2 separate regions of the Astyanax mexicanus genome follow, and region 2 is linked to region 1. The links are chromatin contacts, called in public Hi-C maps. All regions are on one chromosome and are shown on one strand. The core of a region is the stretch at or near the end of the contact, and the rest is flanking DNA. Distances in the headings are between cores, read along the strand shown.

The links. Hi-C and Micro-C count contacts between places; a contact is called where the count stands out from the background.
Region 2: a Hi-C map of muscle shows a contact between it and region 1, with 10 times the contacts expected there. The contact joins the promoter of igf1ra here to the enhancer-like site in region 1. A contact is called at or near these places in 2 of 3 Hi-C or Micro-C datasets (both in muscle).

Annotation. Positions count from the first base shown.
Region 1 is chr9:24,992,739-24,997,651 of AstMex3_surface, forward strand. All of the region lies in intron 2 of igf1ra (insulin-like growth factor 1a receptor), which reads right to left. Among protein-coding and RNA genes, the nearest start is that of LOC125804558, 3.1 kb to the left of the region's middle. Within about 2 kb of position 2,638, the one cell type or tissue checked has an H3K27ac peak away from gene starts, as active enhancers do.
Region 2 is chr9:25,081,322-25,086,264 of AstMex3_surface, forward strand. It overlaps igf1ra (insulin-like growth factor 1a receptor), which reads right to left and starts at 3,523. Exons shown (of 21, transcript XM_007256243.4): 1 at 2,127-3,523. The coding sequence starts at 2,205.

The DNA.
Region 1 (4,913 bases), core at 1,388-3,887:
CAGTGTTTAACCAAACGTTTTTAGATTTCAGCGTTTAATCAAACGTTTTTAGATTTCAGCGTTTAACCAAATGTTTTTAGATTTCAGCGTTTAACCAAATGTTTTTAGATTTCAGCGTTTTTAGCATTTAGCGTTTAGCCAAAAGTTAACAGCATATCAATGACTCTTCACACTCTTCAGACGGAAAAAGCTTAGCAACCATTTTAACTTTTTAACGTTATTAGCGTTCTTTTCCAAGCCAACTTAAAGTTCGTTCACGAACTTTACCTTTTCTAGTTATTTATTTATTGTTCATTAACGTCATTGTGATATCCCAGTGATTCCTCTGTCACTGAGGACCCACATTCCTGCACATTTTATTGTTTTTGTAACACATTACCTGCTCCAGGACCAGTGTATATTATGGAGGGTTTTTTTTCAATAAGATTCATAAGCCAGAAGCAGAAATTTTTATAATTCAAATCGTTTTGAATCAAAAATCGATTCTGAATCGAATCGTGGCCCCCAAAATCGGAATCGAATCGAATCGTGAGATAGTAAACGATTCCCACCCCTAGCTACTCCCACCCCTTAATACTGTATACTGCAGTAATATTTTGTGATGGTACCACCCACCGTACACCACACCGATAACTGCAGTTACTAAACATTAATTTGGCTAGAATTGTACCTTAATTTTGGTATTTTTGTTCAAATGCCAGCTGTCATCACTGGCATCCTGCCACTGAATGTTGGGCACTTAACATCAGAACCTACATTCAATTGACATTGATGACCAGCTTGGAGTAGTACTTGCGCAACACTTATAGCTTGTTTTATGATTCAAATGTCAAGTGCCCAAATGAATACCAATGTCATAAATGTATACGTAGACTAAATACTGTAATTTAATAATGTTTAATTCTCCAATAAAATGTTATTTTTATATTTTGAAACAATAAAATAAAGCAAATGTTGTTACATTTCTTGTTTTTAGTGCATGTAATGAATTTAGACTCCACTGAATCATATCAAATCAAACCTCTGACGTTTGCGAATCAATACACCTCCAACCCCGATCCTAATCAGACCTGTAACGCTAGTCGAATGCCTACACATCCCAGCATGCTCAGTGAGCAGGCAGAGCTCACATAAGCAGACTGACATCACAGGATGCCTTGAGCTGGAATGCCGACTCCATAAGAGGACAGCAGCAAGAGGGACGGCAGTGGCGGTTGCCTAGCAACGGGATCTTGGCACCGTGTGTGGCACACCCGAGAGGCATGGCCAAAGAGGCGTCTGAATGAAACATTTCCCCTCCTTTATTTATGAGCCTGAACCATTCCGCCAGACATTACAGGGCAAACGTGACCACTGCATTTAGGGCTGTAATTAATACTGGTTAAGACATCTGTTTCTGTGTGTGTGAGTGGTGTGTATGTGTCTGTGTCTGTGTGTGTGTGCGTGCATGCATGTCTTTCTCAGGCAGATACATTTAACAGACCCTACATACTTTCTACACTAGCAAAGAGGGGCTGCTCAGTATAACTGCGGTATAAATATTTCACATAACATCTCGCAACCTGACTAACCTTACACTTAAATCCTCCCTCTCTGCTGCACAGCTAATACAAAACCTCACCGGGTCAGCAGCTCTTTCAGGCCACAGGATCTGTGCTCTGTCCCACTCCTGCCATTTTCCCAAATACTCTGCATTCTTTCTCACATTCTGTCGGCTCATAAGCCAGGCTAAGACGAGGTGGAACACTCAGTACGAGGTAAGGGTAAGAAAAAAAAACTGGGGAAACTGTCTACAAAGGTATAAAGGTTATTTTTCAGTTGCGACTTTGCTTGTATATTTTTCACATCTACGCCCTCTCCTTATTAGATATACCCCAGTTTCCTTTCCTAAATGGCTGTGCACACTTTAAATAGGAATAATCAGCAGCTGTGATACTGAAGACGATCTGGTACATACACAGCAGACAAAGTGAGGGCCTGTAAATGAGAGCTACTTTTCCTTAAATAGCCATATGGCCCTTTTATGGGCTATTAATAGCTGCACCCTTTCCAGATCTAATTCCATCGTCGGCCGAGCACTCGCTCTGCTTTCCCTGGGAATATCTTGTCGCTCTCAGACAGTCGGGTAACCTCTGAACTCCCAAAAAAGCCAGGTTAAAGATAAAGGCTCCCCACTTTAACACTTGACCCATAGATATGATTGCTGTGCTGCTGTGGAGATGATGGGAACAGGCTGCATGGTTGCTTGGAATTCCACCAAAAGGGGGCAGTCCAGGCAAAGTCAAGCTGCTGCTCATCGCTCACTGACAAAAGCACCACGGCACTTCTACAGATTCTTCAACCACGGGAAAAAATCTCAAACACGCATACCTTCCACTGAGGAGAGGAAAGAAGGGAAAAATGGGGGTGTGAGGTGGAGAGAGGGAGAGAGAGAGAGAGAGAGAGAGAGAGAGAGAGAGAGAGAGAGAGAGAGAGAGAGAGAATGTGCCATTTCACAGACCATACACTGTAAGTCGACCTCATTTCCCATGGCGACCAAACACAAACCCACAGCAAAAGAGGGTCTGCTTCTTTATTTTTAGGCTGCCTGGGAGTACGGGCCTATTTCCACCCGACCATGCTCCACACACTGCTATGCCAGGAACGGCGGGCTTCCACCCATCCACACCAAGAGCTCAGTGCCTAACAAGGAAGTCCGACACAGTCCGAGAGGCCATGGACAAGCAGCGTTTTTTGTAAAAGAGATCACTATGGACACCAGGTAGCAAGAGACAACCAATACAATGTATGCTTGTAGGGACCAGATATTGCTATTAAACATCAAAAAAAAAAGAAAAAATATGCTATTCCAACTAATTTTTTTAGCATTTCCAACATTCCAACATTTTTTAAAAATCATTTCTATTGGTCCATTCATCATGAAATGTAGAAATGTAGAAAGAACACAGTATAGGCTGTGTATAGGCTCCTTGTAAGGACTGTCCTATTAAGACTCTTTCTTAGCAGAATATTGATCAATCAAATGGAGAGAACAGTCTAACAAGGTGATGGTGATGTCTATTGTGATGTCACCAGAAAGGTTCTGCCTCTTTCTATTTCTATTTTCCTTCACAATGTATGTGTGCAGAGGAATGTGATGACTAAGAGCCCTGACTACGGAAGTATCCATCATCCTCAAAATTATTCCAAATATAAGCTGTATTTATAGACTGTATATCAGGGGTGTCAAACTCATTTTGGCCGAGGGCCACATTGGCATATTGGCTGTCCTCTGAGGGCCGGATGTAACTTATAAATGTAATAAAATGTAACCAAATGTAATATAAAATGAATGTAATTACTCCTTAATGTTAAATAACTCTCAATATATTATTTATTCAATCAAACATTACAGTTACATGGAAAAAAAATGTTTGCTTGTTGCTCTATTAACATAAATCCTTTTAATTTGTCATGTTATGAAATCCAAAAACTCCATCAATCAAGAACCAAACTATTCAAGTGAATAGAAATGACATAAAATACAAGTTATATTAACTTTGATCAAAACGTTTGATACTGAAATAAGGCTTAATAAATATAAAATAAAAAATTGTGAGCTGTTAAAAACATGTGACAGATTTAGCATTTCCTCAGATTTAGCAGTTCCTCATCCAACCACTAGTCGGAGCTGCAGCAGCAGCACAAGCCCCGCTATTTTCACTCAGTCAGAGCTACAGCCCAGCAACGGGCTACAGGGCTCAGCTCAGCCTGTCTGGAGCGTTTTTAAAATGTTTAAGTTCTTCCGTGTGTGAAATAAAGGTTTTAACCCCACTAACCGGATAATACAGCTCTCTACAGTTCATCTTTCAGCCCAAGCAGCTAACAGCAGCAGTTTAGAGCAGCCGTCACGGAGTCACTGCTCGGATTACATTATAATCAGGTCAGTTAGCGCGCTGCTAACCTCAGGATGTTTATAACTACGGAGTTTAGTGGACACACCACGGCTGCAAGGTTAGACTGTTGAAGGCTACTGAAGACTATTAAAGGCTATTGGAGGTTATTGAAAGGGTTATTGGGGGCAGAAATCAGTAAAGGCTGGTTAGATAAGTGATTCACGTCCTCGTCCTTTGCTGCGGTGAAACTGTAACTAGCGCTGACAGTGATGTTTATTATATTAATATTTACACAACTTATATCTCTTCTAAAAAGCGTTTATTTTGGTCAGTAACGCTCTTCGTAACATAAAAGGCATACCGGTCTTTCGCCTTGAAGCACAGCCGTCCGTCTGCATCAGCTTCTCTTTTTCTGGACATTATGGGATAAACATTTGTATGAAGTTACACCTTCCCTCCGGCAGGGTTTCCACATCAATGACTACACTGCCGTGTAGTGAGTAAGCCGTAACTTCGTGGGTAATACAATCGACAAGCATTGTGGGAAATGTAGTTTTTGGTCAAAGAACGCTTCTGACCTATTTATTATAGACACTAAGAGCTTACGAGCTCTCGCGGGCCACATAAAAGAACGTGGCGGGCCACATTTGGCCCGCGGGCCTTGTGTTTGACACATGTGCTGTATATGAAGTATATGGAGTAATGCAGTCTGCTTGTAGCTACTAGTTACTGCTGCTTTTGTAAAAACAGTAGTTTGTGTTTTCAATGGGATTTGCCCTCTATTGTCCCTATGAGCGATAAGGGTTTTAACTGCCATTGTAATGACGGAAGAACCTGTCAGCATGAGCACTAAATTGAAAAGCATGCGTGCAACTTGTCTTATGCCATCACACCCAGGTGTCCAGTTTCAGCAACGCAAGGCCCAAGTCAAGCACAGCTTGGTGATTTCTTCACTCAAACACACCTAACTCAGCTTATCAGTTTAGTTTAATTAGGTTTACTAGACGTGGTAAACAAGGTCTAGAACTGGCCTACACT
Region 2 (4,943 bases), core at 2,273-4,772, 89 kb after region 1:
GAAGGTAAAATGGCCACATGTTCATTGTAGTCAGCTACATGTGTGCATGTCTCTCTGTCTCTCTCTCTCTCTCTCTTTATTTCTCTCTCTGTTTCACTGTGTACTCTACTCTCATCCTCAGCTATGTGGAGCAAAACACACTGACACACACTCCCTGCTGCATCACGCTCTGCTGAACCGCACTGGCTCTGTTGAGATTAATGTTGCAGAAGCTGTACTACTTCACTATCTATATATATATATATACCGTATATATATATATATATATTCAAGCCAAGTGGTGGTCTCTAAAGAACTGCAAATATGTCTGAAAAAATTTGAACAGCAGGATTGCCACATAGCTGCTGGGTTTGTCACTTTATCACTTATCTTTGCTGATATGCACGCAGGCATGAGATTGTGTGTACTGTACAGTGCTGTGCTGGTAATCTTATTTATGAATGTAAACTGAACTGCATGTAGAGTTGTTGTTTATTTTTTGACCCAGGCAAATACTGTAGATATATGCTGATATAAATACATGATAAATAAATGAGCCTCTGGTACTATAAGAAATTAATTAGCACAAATAGCATGGGAATGACAAACAAATGAATATTTGGATACTGAAAACAGCCTACAATTTATGTGTGTAGGGGACTTCTGTGGGTTTACTATGACTGTGACTTTGCTATGGCTATGGCTTGTTTGTACATTTTAAGGCAGAATTTAAAACTTCTTTAGAGGTCACATTTTTTAAGTTACAAACACAAAATTCAGCACCCTTTCTCTTAATAAAAGTGTAGGATATGCTAAGAGAATCTTTTGGATCAATTCTTTTTTTTTGTTTTGTTTTGCCACCCATACTACAGCCACAAGTTTTTATTAGGCAAATCTTTTGGCATGACACTATATCAAAATGTCTCCAGATATCAACATTTAGTCAAGCATTTGGACACAGCTCTATTAGCCAAACAGTTCATATTTCTGTCAAAAGGTTTTGGACTTTACAAAATAATTCAATTATATTACAACCAAGCAACACCTTAGCAACCAACACCTAAATCACAGCAACCCTGCTGAACTGCAATCACACTAGAAGTTTCTGCATGTACTGCACACTCTAGATATTATGAATGTGAATTTTGTTGCATGTAGCATTGTAGTGTATCAGTGAAGTTGAGCCAGGTATATATATATATGCTAATTTAACCACATGACAAATAAATCACCCTCTATGGAATAATGCTGCCTTCAGGCAACAAAACAACTTATTTACTTACTTATAGATGTACCTATCTGTTTGTCTATAATATAATACTACTGTCATATCTATGTCCAATACAATACACGTGGGTCATGAAATTAAAATATGTATATGTGCAAGAAAAGGTTAAGAAGTATATGCCTATATTGCCTTGTGCAGTTAGATCACTTTTGTTAGATTAATCATGATGAAGCAGTTGTACTTATTTCTGGTCCAGGAGACTTCCTCCTACCTTGCATGTTTTGGGTGCGTCTTTGCTTTAGAACAGAGATCAGCTTGATATCAGAAGTCAAAATCTAAATTTGATCAGTTTGCTATGTCCACAGGGACTCTTCTAATCTTCCAAAAAATATAATTCATGCCATAGAGGTAGATAAGCCCCTAGTGCTAAAAGGCATCAGCAAATATAAGGATGACCAACAAATAGATACTGGATATTGACTACAGTCCACAAATTATCTGGGTGAGTCTAAGGTGTGTGTGTGTGTGTGTGTGTGTGTGTGTGTGTGTGTGTGTGTGTGTGTGTGTAGGGGGTTTACTCTATGACTGCTTGTTTTTCTATGCTTGTGAGCCATTCCATGACTAAAGAGGTCTGATGTTCCTGCAAAGCCGAACAGCACTTCCACTGATCAGGTGAAATTTGGGGAAAAAGGGAGCATTCTCAGTGCTATCCCCAGCTCTGCATCAGCCCTGCGCGGGTCTGCAGGCCTGTTACAGATATATGGGACCATATATAAACAAATCCACGTGTAGTTTACACGTTTTTGTTTGTTGATGACACAAGAAAAGAAGAAAATAAACAAAGAAGGGAAAACATTGATGCTAGAGAGCGTTAGCTAGATAGCTTGTAGGTTAGTTGAAGGATTGCTAGTGAACTTACTCTCTCCGCTTGCGGTCCACGGGCAGCTCGCAAAGAGCCAGAGCACAAGACCCCAAAATAAGGTCGATATACTCCTCATTCCTGTCTCAGTTATCAATCCTCCAACAGCAGAAAGGCCTTGTTCCACAGATATTAGGAAAAAAAGGAGTAAACGCAGCTCCGAGTGGACAGTTCAGCCAGTGTGAGGGAGAGAATGAGGGGGAAACACAAATCCGGGCTGTTGTTTTCTTTCTATCTCGTCTTAAAGCGAGCTGTGTAGAACAACAACTACAACAAAAACAAGGTACCCAGCAAAACCTGGGTTAAAGCAAACGTTTCCAGACGGGCAGTCCTTTTCATAGAGATAAGAAAGCGTTCAGATGAAGTAGATAAAACATCGTTAAAACATGTCGTTATTCCTGCCAGCGGCTTGCCGACGCCGTGTGACTTCTGGTAACGGTCGAGCCACGAATTTCAGACCAACGACAGTCCGCATCTTCAGCCTCCATGTCTTGTGAGAAAAGCCCCCCAGAAGCTAGTTTAGTCGGCTAACGTTAGGTTTAGCTTAGTTAACCTAGCCAGCTTGATATAGCCAGCTATCCTCGCTGCTGTCGGTCCAGCCCCTCGGACCGCCAGTCAGCCAAAATGCCCCCACTGTGCAGCAGCACCAGCGTGTGTGTGAACGTATGTAGCGTAGCGTTAGCTAGCAACGTGTGTATGAATATGTGTGTGTAAATATGTGTGTGTATTTGTATATTTGTAGGCCCGTGGTCGTTCGTGGTGAATCCCAGCGACGTGTGAATAAGAAGCAGGAGCAGGAGCAGCAAGGAGGAGCAGCGAGGTCTCTTCAGAGAGAGAATGAACGAGGCCAGCTATGAATGAACGCGCCGCTCTTGTTAGTCTCCCAACAGCGCTCCATCCAAAATATCCGCCACGACTGGGAAAAAAATTCACCACCACCACCACCACCACCAGCTGCAGCAGCGGCTCCCTCTCTCCCTCCTTCTCTCAGCTCTCTCCTCGCTGCCTGTCCGCCTGTCTTCACTCCGCTCCGCTCATCCACCGGCTGGATCTGTTTTTAGTCGAAATAAATCCTCCTACGGCTTGTTTTACTCCTTTTTCTCTCTCCAAACCGAAAAAGAACGAACGAATAAAAAAAAACCCAGATCAGTTTTTTTCCACGAAAACAGATCTGTTTTGTCCCTCGTCGACAGAAAAACAAGATGCAATCACAGAATATTGTAATAATCACTGTTATTATCGGGCTATTTTATCTGGAAAGACCGACATCACCAGCCTCAGGCTCGGCTCGGCTCCGCAGGGTGGGCAGCGGCTCTGGGCTGCAGTGCAACGGCCACACGGACTCCTCTGACGGGCTCAGCTCAGCTCAGGAGAATCGCCGCTGTAAACAACCCTTGGCTTCTCTCTCACACACACTCACACTCACACACACTCACACACACACACGGTAGCTAAGTGAGTGGGAAAAACCGGAGTGGAGTATGCCAGGATCCAGCGGCGTGGGAATTCTCCATCAGAACAATGTCGCATTTCTGTGCGGTGGATGAAAAGGGCATACCTGTCAAGTTTTAGATTAAAAAATAAGGGATATTTTCCTCTGTACGCTTAAAGCCGTCCCACCAGCCCAACGAAGGTTCAGTATCCCTTACATTTTAAGACAGGTTTACAAAAAATCTAAAATAACCACAAGTGAACCACTTACACACTACAATCAGATTATAAGAATCTGAAATGTTGTGGACATTCCTACATATGTCATTCTTTTAATACAGCCAAATTAAAAATCCTTTTCTTTTTAAAAAAATTAAGATTTCATGTCTTTTTTGTAATAAATGCACTCTTTTATATTATATATTTTTTATTTATTTAATGGATTTAAAATTGAACAAAGGGTGCACAAATTCTGCAAAATGACTGTTGGTGACCTAAACATAGTATCATGAGCTTTTACTAAAAGGACATGGACCAGATATGTTTCATCAGTAAAAATTTGTCCTAAGGGGCCTACACAATAATTTTTAATTAATACTTCTTTCTTTTGATCACTCCACCCCTGATCAGTTCAGTTAATTTCGGTCCTCTCCACATTTCTAGTTAAACTGAGTCACAAGCTGTAAATTTGTTTATTTTAAAAGGTTTAATCCGTGTGTTTTATTTCGGAGACGAGTATTTTTAAGTAGCTATCAGAAAAATCTCATCACAGTTTCCATGATTAGCCTACCGTTACCTTTCTTTAAGAAAAATCGCTGTATATCCAGATCTGTTTTAACATCAGCAGCTCCAACTGCGACGGGGGGCTTCCCCACACTGACCCTCCTTTGCAAGCTGATTGGCTGTTTCTCCTGAAAGGCGGGACTTTCTCCTTGAACCGGCTCCACGATTGGTTAAGAGACACAGAGCGGTCAGTGCCATGTCTCCTCAATAATATATATTTTTTTATTTTAATATAATACGGGAAATTTACGGGAAAATACTAATACGGGAGGACAGCGGGAAAGAGGAGTAAAATACGGTAGTTTCCCGGCCAAAACGGGAGACTTGACAGGTATGGAAAAGGGTGGATGAAAGACGAGGATATTGGGAAATTTGGTTAAGTTCAGCTAAACATTGTTGAATCAGCATGTTAGGATGAATATCTGCAGCTGGCCACACATTCTCTGTACACAGAGTTGAAAAACAATTCTGCATCAGTTTCTCTGATTTTGCTATTTGATTTATGCTCATTGTTGTTTTATTCTATAAACTACAGACACAATTTTCCCCAAATTCCAAATAAAAAATTGTCATTTAGAGCATTTATTTGCAGAAAATAAGAAA